4 separate regions of the Sus scrofa genome follow, and all the other regions are linked to region 3. The links are chromatin contacts, called in public HiChIP or PLAC-seq maps. All regions are on one chromosome and are shown on one strand. The core of a region is the stretch at or near the end of the contact, and the rest is flanking DNA. Distances in the headings are between cores, read along the strand shown. Region 1 overlaps FGGY (FGGY carbohydrate kinase domain-containing protein). Region 2 has its middle 28 kb from the start of MYSM1. Region 3 overlaps LOC102165506 (a long non-coding RNA gene). Region 4 overlaps FGGY (FGGY carbohydrate kinase domain-containing protein).

What was found. HiChIP or PLAC-seq counts read pairs in DNA pulled down with a chosen protein or histone mark.
Region 1: an H3K27ac HiChIP or PLAC-seq map of skeletal muscle shows a contact between it and region 3, with 3 times the contacts expected there. The contact joins two enhancer-like sites. A contact is called at or near these places in 2 of 2 datasets of contacts at active chromatin or transcription factors (alveolar macrophages and skeletal muscle).
Region 2: a contact with region 3 is called in an H3K27ac HiChIP or PLAC-seq map of alveolar macrophages. The contact joins two enhancer-like sites. A contact is called at or near these places in 2 of 47 Hi-C or Micro-C datasets (embryonic fibroblasts and epiblast stem cells) and 2 of 2 datasets of contacts at active chromatin or transcription factors (alveolar macrophages and skeletal muscle).
Region 4: a contact with region 3 is called in an H3K27ac HiChIP or PLAC-seq map of alveolar macrophages. The contact joins two enhancer-like sites. A contact is called at or near these places in 1 of 47 Hi-C or Micro-C datasets (embryonic fibroblasts) and 1 of 2 datasets of contacts at active chromatin or transcription factors (alveolar macrophages).

The regions. Positions count from the first base shown.
Region 1 is chr6:152,997,767-153,000,526 of Sscrofa11.1, forward strand. The region is part of intron 6 of FGGY (FGGY carbohydrate kinase domain-containing protein); the gene reads right to left. Among named protein-coding and RNA genes, the nearest start is that of FGGY, 210 kb to the right of the region's middle. Within about 2 kb of position 1,270, at least 23 of the 83 cell types and tissues checked have an H3K27ac peak or open chromatin away from gene starts, as enhancers often do. A contact at or near this core is called in skeletal muscle, where this site is marked.
Region 2 is chr6:153,725,793-153,728,894 of Sscrofa11.1, forward strand. No RefSeq gene overlaps it. Among named protein-coding and RNA genes, the nearest start is that of MYSM1, 28 kb to the right of the region's middle. Within about 2 kb of position 1,834, at least 1 of the 83 cell types and tissues checked has an H3K27ac peak or open chromatin away from gene starts, as enhancers often do. A contact at or near this core is called in alveolar macrophages, where this site is marked.
Region 3 is chr6:153,334,017-153,337,158 of Sscrofa11.1, forward strand. All of the region lies in intron 3 of LOC102165506 (a long non-coding RNA gene), which reads left to right. Among named protein-coding and RNA genes, the nearest start is that of FGGY, 120 kb to the left of the region's middle. Within about 2 kb of position 1,390, at least 39 of the 83 cell types and tissues checked have an H3K27ac peak or open chromatin away from gene starts, as enhancers often do. A contact at or near this core is called in alveolar macrophages and skeletal muscle, where this site is marked.
Region 4 is chr6:153,017,356-153,020,520 of Sscrofa11.1, forward strand. The region is part of intron 6 of FGGY (FGGY carbohydrate kinase domain-containing protein); the gene reads right to left. Among named protein-coding and RNA genes, the nearest start is that of FGGY, 190 kb to the right of the region's middle. Within about 2 kb of position 1,811, at least 2 of the 83 cell types and tissues checked have an H3K27ac peak or open chromatin away from gene starts, as enhancers often do. A contact at or near this core is called in alveolar macrophages, where this site is marked.

The DNA.
Region 1 (2,760 bases), core at 20-2,519, 340 kb before region 3:
CTGCAGGGAGTCCCGATGAGCACAGAGGGTGTGAGGCATTCGGTATGTTGGCAAAAAAGGGCACCAGGTAGGCAAGGGGACCTGTGGCCACCTGGACAAGAGCAGGGGACCTCAGGCAGGGCCAACTAAGGCAGTGTGGCCCCAATGACCAACAGCTCTGAGCTCCCTGATTTATCATTTAAGAAGATAAACCTGCAGTGTAGAGAAAGGCGAGAACAGGAAATCATTTTCATCTTTAAAACAATCAAGCCAACTAAAAAAGCAGGCTGCCAAACAGTAGCAGAGAAGACTTCTTTTAAAAAACAACCACAGAGATGTAGATGGATTTATTTGTAAAAATCCCTTCCTAAGGAAGCAATACAGAGAAGAGGTTTTCCCTGGAGAGAGAAAATACGTGTTTTTCATTTTTTTTTTAATTAACCTATACCTTCTAATTGCTCTACTTTGAACGTAGTTTTTCTGTAATATTTCCAAAGGTATTTGCCCCCTTAACTCTATGCAGGGTGAACAAATTAGAGCACATGTATTCAGCAGAAAACACTTCACAGCCGTTAACATGAACGAGGAAGAATTAAAAGTATGGATGTGGAAGGGAGTCCAGGATAAGTTAAGGGAAAGTGGCAAGCTGCAGAATAGCAATTGGAGTAAGATCCCATTTGTGACTTGTATTAAACGGTACCGAAATTAAGCACATACACTCCCAGAAAAATCCTAGAAAAAATATGCAGAATATTGTTACAGTGGAGACTCGGGTCCAGGGAAGGGCTGTCATTTGGGCTTCTTCTGTACCCTGGCCTTGTATGTCTTTCATGATCGAGACAAGCTAGTTAAAATAAACGCACAGTTCCACTAGGGAGAACACTGCACACCTTTTTTAAACCCTGTTCCTCAGCCTGAAGGCAGGAGAGAGGCCCGAGGCCCGTTCACGTATTTCCTTGCTCTGGCTGTGGCCTCTGTTCCTGTGAACACAAGCTCACCTTGGGGTGTAAAAAAGCAACCGCTCTGAGGGCTGCTGGGCTCATGGCCACTGATTCCCATTCCGATGGGCAGAGTCGGTGTGAGGGTCACACGCTGGGGCCTACAATTAGCCGGTGGTTGCCGTCTCTCTTCATAGGCGGGGGCTACTATTACACCAAATCCTCCCCTACCAGTTTTTCAATTATCTATGACTAATGAGCACTTTGGGAACAGTTTCAGACACACACATAATCCTCTTGCCTGACGTCAGCAGCAGAAATTAATGACTGTGTGGATTGCTGGGAGACAGAAAATGCATTATAATGGTCAACAGAACTGTTATCCTCTCCAGGAAGGGGGAGGTGGGGGCAGGGTGTTGTATTAACTGGAAGGTTCAGTGTTCCTTTGTATTCCTACAAACAGGAGATGAAACCCAGCGGGGAGAGCTGGCTCAGAGCCCATGGAAATGTCAGCGAGAGGTTTGGGCGTGGGTGGTATGCGACCCTGGTCCCTCTGTGCTTGGCACCGGACCCCCAGTCCCCGCTCATTTTTGCCAAGGTCAACAGGTCAGCTGGATCGGCCGGGACAGTGCTAAGTGACATCCTGCCCTGCCTGCAGAGTCCTTTCGGACTGAATGGACTTTCAATTTGGTGTAGGGAAGGGAGAACAAAAACAAGAACGGGCAACTCTCAAACAATAGGCTGGAGGTAATTTCAAATGACTGTGGTACTTTGCATGAGTTTGCTGTTTTACACAGGCATACTATGTCCTGGCGTAGCTTCAAAGATTGTTAAGACCTGGTCCAATTCTTGTAGAGCCCCAACGTTATGTGAACCATGAGCCCTCAATGGAAAAAATAAATAAATAAATAAAACAAACCAAAAAACAAATAAACAAAAAACCCACAAAAAATAGTGCCATTGTGTGTGCATGATGGCCAGCAGACTGCCTCCTGATTTATTATTAATATTTTTTTTAATTATTTTTGCTTTTTAGGGTAGCACCCACAATATATGGATGCTCCCAGGCTAGGGGTAGAATTGGAGCTACAGCTGCCAGCCTACACCACAGCTCACAGCAACACCAGATCCTTAACCCACTGAGCAAAGACAGGGATCGAACCCACTTTGTCAAGGATACTAGTCGGGTTTGTTACCACTGAGCCACAGCAGGAACTCCGACTGGCTACTGATTTAAAAGAACTGTCAGAGTCAGGGGCTTGACCTGTACCTAGCACCTAAATCCCTCTATAGAGATCTCACCTGGGCAGGTTGGCTTAGGGAGTTTTCTAGACCTGGAACCACGACTGACACAAGACTAAATGAAAAACATTCCAGCAATTCTTACTCCTGAATGGAAGGTACCCAAGGCCCAGAACAATTCACTCAGTCCAAGAAAGTAATGAAAAACTCCAACCTGACATGTTCAGCCACCTGTTGAAAGACATCTGCTGAAACATTAAGCATTCATTTCCCTCTTAAAACCAGAATCATTTTCACTAGGAATTCAATTCCATTTTATTAAATTCTATTTTAAATTATTGATTAAATATTTTTACTAACTTTGTAAAAAATTTTATTGCAATATAGCTGATTAAATAATTTTCTGATGATATCCTCATCAATTGTAATTCATTAAGGAAATGTTCACTAAGTACCTACTATGTACCAAGCACTGCTGTCCTGCTGAAAATGCATTAAAGAACAAGATAGATAAGAGTCCCTGCCCTTATAGGCTTATTCTCAGTAGACACTATTCCCAACCAGTGCCTTTTCTGAATTACATCTTGTAACTATTACAGTC
Region 2 (3,102 bases), core at 584-3,083, 390 kb after region 3:
TGTAACAGTTCTTCCTCTACCCAAATTTTTTAGGTATAATCTATGTACAAGCAACTATGTTTCAAACTGCCCACTGATCCATTGCTGAACAGCTTTGATAGTTAGGAAATCCTTCTGGAAGTGTTGACTCCACTTCTGTCTCCCTATATGAAAGAGGAGGCAGAATGGTGATGGAACTGGAAACTGTCTTGTTTGAGGATCAGTTGAGAAATCTGGGGAGTGGGTAGCCTGGAGGTAAGAAGACTGGGGGTGAAGGGAACCGTCATGCTAACCTTCCATGCTGCCTGTTTTTATGTAGCAGAAGAATGAGAGATGTTCTCTCTTTTCCTGAAGACTACAGTTCAGGAAACTGGTACTCCGAGAACCAATTGGTACTCCTAGAACCAAGAGGTGGAAGTTCTAGGGAGGCAAATGTCAACCAATTGTTTTAACTTTTAAGAATTTGAAATGGCCTCCTCTGGAAAGTAGGAATCCTGTTACCTCAAGAGGGAGGAAAGCAGAAATTCCCGCACAGCTTGGGTTGGGTTATATGATTTCTGAAGATTCTTTGAACCCTAAGAGTCTATGATCTTATGGTCCTTTGTTATTTGCAAACCTGAAAGTGTTCTGCTGCACGGGGATCCTCACCTTTCACAGCTCTTCGGTTACACCCATGCCTCAGGCAGGTCTGGCTTCTCACTTTCACCCAGTTTGCTTGCAAACCTGTGTTTGTGGAAGAATTCCCTTTGCACTGCTTACTGCAGGGAATTGTTGAGATTTCCTCAACTGAGTATGGAAAGCAGGAGAGGAGTGGAAAGAGGCACAAGCGGTAGATTAGGAGTGAGGTCTTGGGTTTCAATCCCAACTCCACTGCTTGTATATCGTGGGATCTTGGTTCAGTCAGTGGGCTTTGTGATTCTCACTTTATTCATATGTAAAAAGTAAATAATGATAATAATAATAATAATAACTACCTTACAAAGTTGATTTAAAAAATAAATAACACCTGGTTTTCATGCATTATTTCTTTTTTTGTCTTTTTTTTTTTTTTTAGGGCCACACCCAAGGCATGTGGAAGTTCCCAGGCTAGGGGTCTAATTGGAGCTGCAGACTCCGGCCTATACCCCAGCCACAGCAATGCCAGATCCCAACTGCATCTGCAACCTACAGCACAGCTCATGGCAATGCCCGATCCTTAACCCACTGAGTAAGGCCAGGGATCGAACCTGCACCCTCACAGATACCAGTCAGATTCATTTCCACTGAGCCACGACAGGAACTCCCACATGCATTATTTCATTTAGTCCTTCCAACAGTCCCATGATGTGTAGGTTCCATTCGTCTCATTTCACAGATGAGAAAACTGAGGTTTAGAGAGTGTCACGCATTTGCCTAAATGTTGAAGCTAAAATTAAAATCAACTGATCCAACTCTACAGGCTGAGTACTTTATAATGCCCACCCACCATAATGTCAGAATTACATGAAATAGGACCTATCATGATAGACTTAATACAGAGCCTGGAGCATGATAGGGACTCAGTAAATGCTGGTTTTCTACTCTTATTCTTGTGACTTAATCTTCTAAAAACTCCAGGTAACCAAAATTCATCTCTTCCTTCCTTCCTTCCTTCCTTCCTTCCTTCCTTCCTTCCTTCCTTCCTTCCTTCCTTCCTTTCTTTCTTTCTTTCTGCCACACTTGTGACATATGGAAGTTCCTAGGCTAGGGGTAGAATTGGGGCTGTAGCTGCCAGCCTACCATGCAGCTCACAGCAACACCGGATCCTTAACCCACTGAGCAAGGCCAGGGATCCCACTCATGTCCTCTTGGACATTAGTCAGGTTTGTTTACACTGAACCGAAATGGGAACTCCCAGAATTCATCTTTCAGTGCCATGCCCCTGCACTGCCTTCATCCTCAGGCTGGTTACGGGATGGTGGCAACAGTCCAAGAGTCTGATCAAGATGCCACACAGAAGCTCTTCTTGTTCTTTCTCAGGAGCCAGAAAACTCCCTAGAAGCCTCCTCTCATATCTTACTTAATAGAGTTGGGTCCACAGTCTTGTTCCTAAACCAATCACTGGCAAAATTGGACAACCCTTGGGCCAAACAGGCCTACACCTGGAGCTGGTCAGCTTCCAAACTCAGCCTTCTGCTTGGAAAGAAAAAGGAGGAAATGGATGCTGGTAGGCTGTCCACTGTCTCCCCTACACCCCTGTTGTCCTGATAAGAAAGTCAAGGCTCAGAGTTCCCTTTGGGACTCAGCAGTTAATGAACCCAACTAGGAACCAAGAGGAAGTGGGTTCAATTCCTGCCCTCGCGCTCAATGAGTTAAGGATCCGGCGTTGCCCTGAGCTGTGGTCTGAGTCGCAGACTCAGCTCAGATTTGGCATTGCTGTGACTGTGGTGTAGGCCAGAGGCTGTAGCTCCGATTCGACCCCTAGCCTGGAAACTTCCATATGCCCCAGGTGCAGCCCCCCAAAAAAGTTAAGGCTCAGAAGGGTTTAATTAATCTGTCCAGGATCCAAGGGCAAGGGTAAGGTGGTAGGAAGGGAAGTTCATACACAGGGTGGATCTCAGGTAAGGAGGAGGCCAAGGGCTGTGGCATTGATCACTGGATCCCACCCCTAGAAATTCTGTTCACTTGGTTTGGGATGCAGTCTGGGCCTCAAGATTTATAAAAGCACCTCAGGATATTTTAATGTGCAGCCAACGTGAGAACTGCCCGTTTAGGAAAAGAGCTATTGAAATGTGGAGGGGCTGCAGCCAAAGGCAGAGAGTCTGGACTGGGTACCAAAGATCCTGTCTGTCCTGTTTCTCCTCAGTAACGCCAGCATCCACCAAGGATGCCCCATGTTCCAGGCGTAGCTGAGCCCTCAGCATTGACATCTTGTAGGCAGTCACAACTGAGTGGATCCCAGATGCTCTACGCAGAGAATGAATACCTCTCATACAACCTCCACCAAGTCATAGTGCTTCCATGTTACCGATGAGGAAGCAAGAGCCCAGGAATTTTCAGTCTCTCCGCCTCTGTACTGTCAAGTCCTGCCCATCAGTGGAAGAAATTGGGAGCTGGAGAAAGAAAAGGGAGGCTGTTCTCTCTCTTTCTGCCTTCTAGAGCATC
Region 3 (3,142 bases), core at 140-2,639:
GGCAGTTCCCTTTACCTGAAAGTTCTGTCAGCTAGCTACCTAAATTCCTGATTCAAATGTCATCTTCCCAACAAGCTCTACTTTGACCATCTTGTTTATAACTGCACCCACTCAGCCTTCCCACTGTAGTGCAGTGGGTTAAGAATCCAACTGTATCAGCTCAGATTCAATCCCCAGCCTGGAAACTTCCATATGCCATGGGTGTGACCATAAAATCTAAAAATATAAAAATTAAAAAAATTTAAAATAAGAATACTGCACCCACTGGCACTCCCTTACCTTACTCACATTTTTCCTTAGTTATTACCTTCTAACGTACTCAATAATTTACTCTTTCCCATGTTTCTTGTTAATCTCCCTACTGAAAAGCATTCTCCCTAAGATATTAATCTCAAATTTGTTTCCTGCAATATCCCCAACACCCAGAAAGTGCCTGGCATAAACAGCTGCTCAATTAACTTTTTTTTTTTTTTTTTTGAATGATGAGTGTCAGTGGCACTACTTAGGGCACCACTGGTTGATGAATGAATAGGCGTCCTCCTTGTACACTCTTCTCTCCTGAAGAAAGGGCTTTTTTCTTCCTTTTCTGGAGCCAAACCTATTAACCTGGTTTTTAACTACTCAGGGTTCTGCCCTGTTCTGGATCCCACACAGAGGCCTCCCAGGAGACTAGAGTAAGCCACTAACGCTGGTGACAGCCTCTAGAGCTGGGAGTTGAGTTTCCCCTTGTCCTCTTGGCTTTGCCCAAATGCAGGTCCCCTCTCTTCCACCTGTTTGCTTAGCTGCCAAGGGTTCCAGGCTCATTGGGAAGGTGAACAGGTATTTTGTGGATTAAGGAGGAAAATGAGGGAGACAATTGTCCCATACAGGACGGTGGTTCTCAAGGGCTGGTCCCCAGACCAAATGCATCAACTTCACCGGGAAACTTATTAGAAATGCATAGTCTCAGGCCCCACCCGAAACTCACTGAATCAGAACAGGGGTGGCAGTGGATCAGGCAACAATGGATTTAACAATAATTAAATCACGGACTTAATTTAATCGTTCCATTAAATTAATGAGCAAAGCTGCCTGGTGATTCTGAGGCATTCAAGTGTGAGAACCCCTAGGCTGGGGGAGGGGAGGGACTTTGTTAGAGCCTTGATGGCAGGGAGGGACTTAAAAGGTCAGACCAGAGGACAGGTCCCCGGGGTCCCTGCGTCAGAGGCCGCGCGGGGTGGTCTGACCTGGGAAGTTAAAGGCCAGCGTTCCCAGGTCCTCCACCCCCACCCCAGGAAAGTCCCCTCCGCGAGGCCGTGACCTTCCTCCAGCCACATGTCCCACTTATGGCTGCCTGGGGCGGGCGAGCGGGCGGGTGAGCGGACGGGCGGAGGCGCTGCGCTCTGGGTGCGCACCCGCAGCCCATCTGCTGCGCCCTCGCTGGTGGGGCCGGGGCGCCCGGCTCCGCTAGCAAGGTCCGCCCACCCCCTGCCCAGGCCGCCGGTCGCCCTCTCTCTGCCTCTGGTTGTCCTGTCTGTCTTTGTTGGAGCTCTGTCGCTGATTTTCTCTCTTCATCTCTGCCTCTCCCCTGCCGGAATTTTTCTCCCTGCCCCCTTTTCCTTTTTCATTCACATCCAGGCTTTTTTTAGCAAAGAGTTACCGAGCGCCCACGATGTGCCTGCCTAGTCCTAGGCTCTGGGCTGTGAGCGGTGAAAACAAGTGAACCTGCCAGCAGGGGGGCTTCCTGGGTCTTTGATCCCTTTCTACCACTTCCATCCTCCTCTGCTCCCTCCCCACCCCCACCTCTCTCTGCCCTCCCTGCATTGGCGGTTCTTCCCTCTACCTCTCTTTGTTCTGTCTTTTCTTCTGGAAGGTCTCATGGTAGGATAAAACAGCCTACTTTTGTCTGACTGCTAGAGAGTTGCAGTTAATATGTCAATCTTACCTTGAAGAATGACCCTAGTTTCAACTGTTAGCAGCTATGGACACTTTGACCAAAATTAGTTTATTAACCTAATAAATAATAAACGCAGATGACTGGACCCTATGAAGTCACCTGGCTGAGAGAAACTAGTGTTTACCTACCTTGGCCTCTGTGCTAGACACTCATGTATTCAAGAAAATGTATGCATGCATCCCATGATTAATTGAGGACCTAGTGTGTGCTGGATGTCTTTCAAGGAGAACACTGTCCCAGAGGAGGTGTTCTTCACAGCGCTCTGAAGAAGTTAAAACAATGACGCAGAAGGACTGCCCAGTACCGCAGTTAACCCTTTCAGTCTCCCTTCTAGGGGAACAAGACTATACAACAATTCGATAGATATGAAAACTGAGGCCGGGAAACCATGCAGCTTGTCCAAGTACCTGCAACTGGTGAGTTGTATGGCCAAGATTTAACCCTCATTTTGACTCCCAAGCTGGTTGCCATTAACCTACAAGGCCAGCTTAGAGGCAAGGCTGCTGTAGAGAAAAGAGAGGTGAGGAAGGAGGAGTGGGATGGCTCTAGAGTGGAAACTTGAGGATTCAACGAAGCATTGGGTGATGCTGTGTGTTACTGATGAAGTTCCATGACCTCTCTGGGCCCTCCTCATAGGTTTAATGGAGAGCTCTGTTGCCTACAAAAGGCCTTCTTCAGGTGTAACCTATAGGTTGGCGTGTAGGCTCTGGCGCCAGACTGGCTGGGCTGGAAACCTGCTTCTACTACTGACTTGCTATGTAATATTGGACAAGGCACTTAAGCTCTCTGGGCTTCAATTTTCTCATCTGAAAGATTGCTGTAATGATGACTACCTCCCTGGGCAGATGACAGAGTGAATGGTTTCTGTTAAGGGTTAGATATTAGGGTATCCAGTATAAAGAGAGCACCCAGAGAATGTTAGCTGGTTCTTCCATTATCCCAGCTCTGTCCTGCAGACTTCTCTGCCAAGGCCAGGTTCATGTTGCCCTGCAAGCCAGGCCTATCTTGTGCCTGACTCCTGCCCAGTCTAAGTCCTTTTTTGTCCAGAGCAATGAAAGTCACGATCTCTCTTCCTGACTGTAAAGGAACCAGGGATATCCTGGGAGTCTGGGAACTCGGCAGATTTGCAGTCAGGGCCTTTTAGCTGCTCACCCACAAAGGGGAGAGTTTTGTACAGAATGCTTAGAAACTTTGCATCATCCAATG
Region 4 (3,165 bases), core at 561-3,060, 320 kb before region 3:
ATGCTTATAAAGAGCATATTGGGAAAATGGAAATATGAGCATGTAACAGTATTACTTGAAAAACTGCAAGTCACAAACTAGTATTAAATCAGGGTTTCCATTGTGTCAAATTATCCCCAAAAGGCAAAGTTGGTTAAAATTCTATTGGGGTATTAAGGTGAGGACACTGTTCTCTGCTTTCATTTTCTTTCTAACCTTTCTCTGGTTTACTTTGTTCAAAATAAAAGAAAAACATTAAAAAAGGAGAAGGTAATGCGGGTGTTACTAGATAGCCTTTTCAGAAACCAACACTGACACAGGCTCAAGATCACATTTCTGTGAAGTTCACTTGTGAAAGGGCCTCAGTCAAAGTCAGGCTGGGGAGGAGCCTGGGGATGGCAGTGGGAATGGTGAGAAGACCATTTAGAGGTGGGAGGGCTTAATGAGGTGATAATGAGCCAAGGTGGTCCAAAGCTCCTTAAACCCTTCATGTATCAAGTGTCTCTGGATAATTATCAGCTCCAGGAGTTTCTGGAGCATTAGAGCAGCACCAGCCCAGGCAGGTTTTATCTCCCCCAGGCTTAACTGAGAGCCTCAGTAGCTACAGATCTAAGCTCTGAGGAACTGAGAAAAAAGTTCAACAGATCTTCTTGAAGGCTGGAGAGTGGAAAGCCACATCAATGTTTGGCGTGGAACTGCCTGAAAAACCTACACCAGGTACTGCGCTTGTGCTGAGGCCACTGCAGGTGGACATGTTCCTGCCCTCGTGGAATGTATAATGTAGTAGGAAAATAAAACCCATAATTACTAACAATCCATGAAAAATTCAAATGTAATGAGTGTTATAAGAGGAAGTGCAACAGATTTGTGGTTTGCATAGATATGACACACAAATTCAACTGTACACAGGATTCAGGAAGCAAATGAGAGATGCAGAGAGAAATTAAACAATATAAATAATGCAGGTGGTTTACTTCACCATGGCACTCAGGGAACCCAGCCCTGGAGTGGGATGTAAATAAACTCTTCCCTGGGTTGGCTTCAGCTCTGATTTTCTCAGTGTATCTTCTTTTGCTACACAGGACTCTAACCAGCCCACTGCATACAGTTCTGCAAGCACTGAACAACTTTCGGGGGTGCCATTCGTATCATGGTCTACTTACCTAATGCCCTTGAAGTGCATAAACTGCTTGGCTGAATGTGATCTAATTTCTTCATAAACCTAGGCCCTAAAATAGGTCAGTATACCAAAGAAAGAAAAATAAATAAATAAATATTGGAATAATTGCCTGTGCTGGTCGGTCAGTTTCCACTTTGGAGCTTGCTTCCTAAGGGATTCTGAAGGATACATCTGGCTGAAAAAACTCTCACAATATGTCCTGACTTTAGAATCAAGTCTTCCACTGGGATGGGTTCCACCACCCCTTGGGGAATGTAAGAGTGATCTGGTCTACTCAGGAGAGCCTCCCTGTAGGTCATTGAGTCTAGAAGGCTGAGTAGCAGAACTTATCGAGGAAGAGAAGCCAGGAAGCATGGCTGGTGGAGAGAAAAGTATTGGTATAGGTCCTAAAGCAGGCAAGCATGGACTCTGTTTAAGGAACTAAACCTGGGACAGAAAGAACAGGAAGGAGGGAGGAGCCTACTCGACTTATCATCAACCCAAATTTACCAAATCTGTAAGCCTCCTTCACTTACTGACTCCACCAACATTAACCCAGAACCTACCTTTAGTAAGCGCCTTGCTCCCCGAGCTCTCTGAACCCCAAAGGAAGCTCTTTCCCTTTGAGTCACACCATTCATGTCTTCCAGCTTATATGGCACTTAGTCATGGGCTGTCACTTCCGTTCCAGAAACATTCACGGGTTGTCTACTATGTGCCCAGCACAGAAAACTCTCCTGGGCATGGTGGTGTTCTGCATTTCCCTTATTCTCCAGCTTTTCTCAAAGGTTCGGGTCTCAATTCTTTGCCCAGTCTGTGCACTCCTTTTGGGCAAGGCTGTCACTAACATATCCACATACCTGGCAGAGTGCCAGGCTCAAAGTAGATGCCCAATACATTTGGGGAGGTGTTGTCATATGCCTCTTATTGGTGGAGAGCCTGAGGTGCAGGGGGTGTTAAGTGAAGTGACAGAGGACACATTATCAGCGACCAAGTCAGGTGGAGGGGATAAGTCTCTAAACGGGGAAAAGCTAGATCGGAGTCCACTGTTTGCTTGCTTTTGAAATGTTGTCAAGTCACTTTCCCACAGTGGTTGAGAGAAAGTTCTAGAACTAGATTGACTGGTTTCAACTCTTGCCTTGGTTGTGTGACCCAGGGCAAGTTATATAACCTTTCCATGCCTCTGTTGCATCATCTGTAAAACAAGAAGACTGTTGAGTGCATTACATGAGCTGTTACAAATAAAGCTCTCAGAAGAGTTCCCAGCATACAGAAGGTGCTCGATAATGTCACCTGATGTTAATATTCTTGCTGTTTTTCCAAACTTGATGAGTCACTATTTTCTATTAGTTATGATTAAATTCAGCTATAAACCCACAAAATAGTGACGTAAAAAAGAAACAACAGAAATAAATTTGTTTGGTAAAAGAAGCCCAAAGATAGAAAATCCAAGGCACTTATGGTAGCACCACAAAAACTCCTATTTCTGCCAACCCTGTGGAATGGCTCTTGTCTTCCTTGTCTAAAATGGGCACAAGAACTTCAGTCAGCATACCTGATTCAGGTAGACAGGAAGGATACCCTTTTAGACAGTCCCCTTATCCTGCTTTAAAGGAGACCTCTCGGGAATACAGAACACTTCTGCCAGCATCTCACTGACTTAAACTTAGACGAACATATATAGCTGCATGGGAAGCCAGGAAATATAGTCTTTAAAGAGCCCTATATCCAGCTAAAAGTCTGAATTTTGTTAAAGAAAGGAAAAAGATATAAAAATTAGGTGGGCATGGAGCCGTCTCTGTACCACTAGCTAGTGATGAAGCTATGAAGTCGACCTCAGTATTGTCCAGTTTTTTATTGAAGCTTTGGGGTTCATAAGAAATCAAAGGACATTTTTTCTGAGCACATTTTCTCAAGATCTATAAAGCTGCCTCGACTTTAATTATTTTGAAAGCATATCTCCCTTAAGGGAAATGTAACTCTAAGGGTCTGATTCACTCTAAATTATTGAAAAATTGATTTTTTAA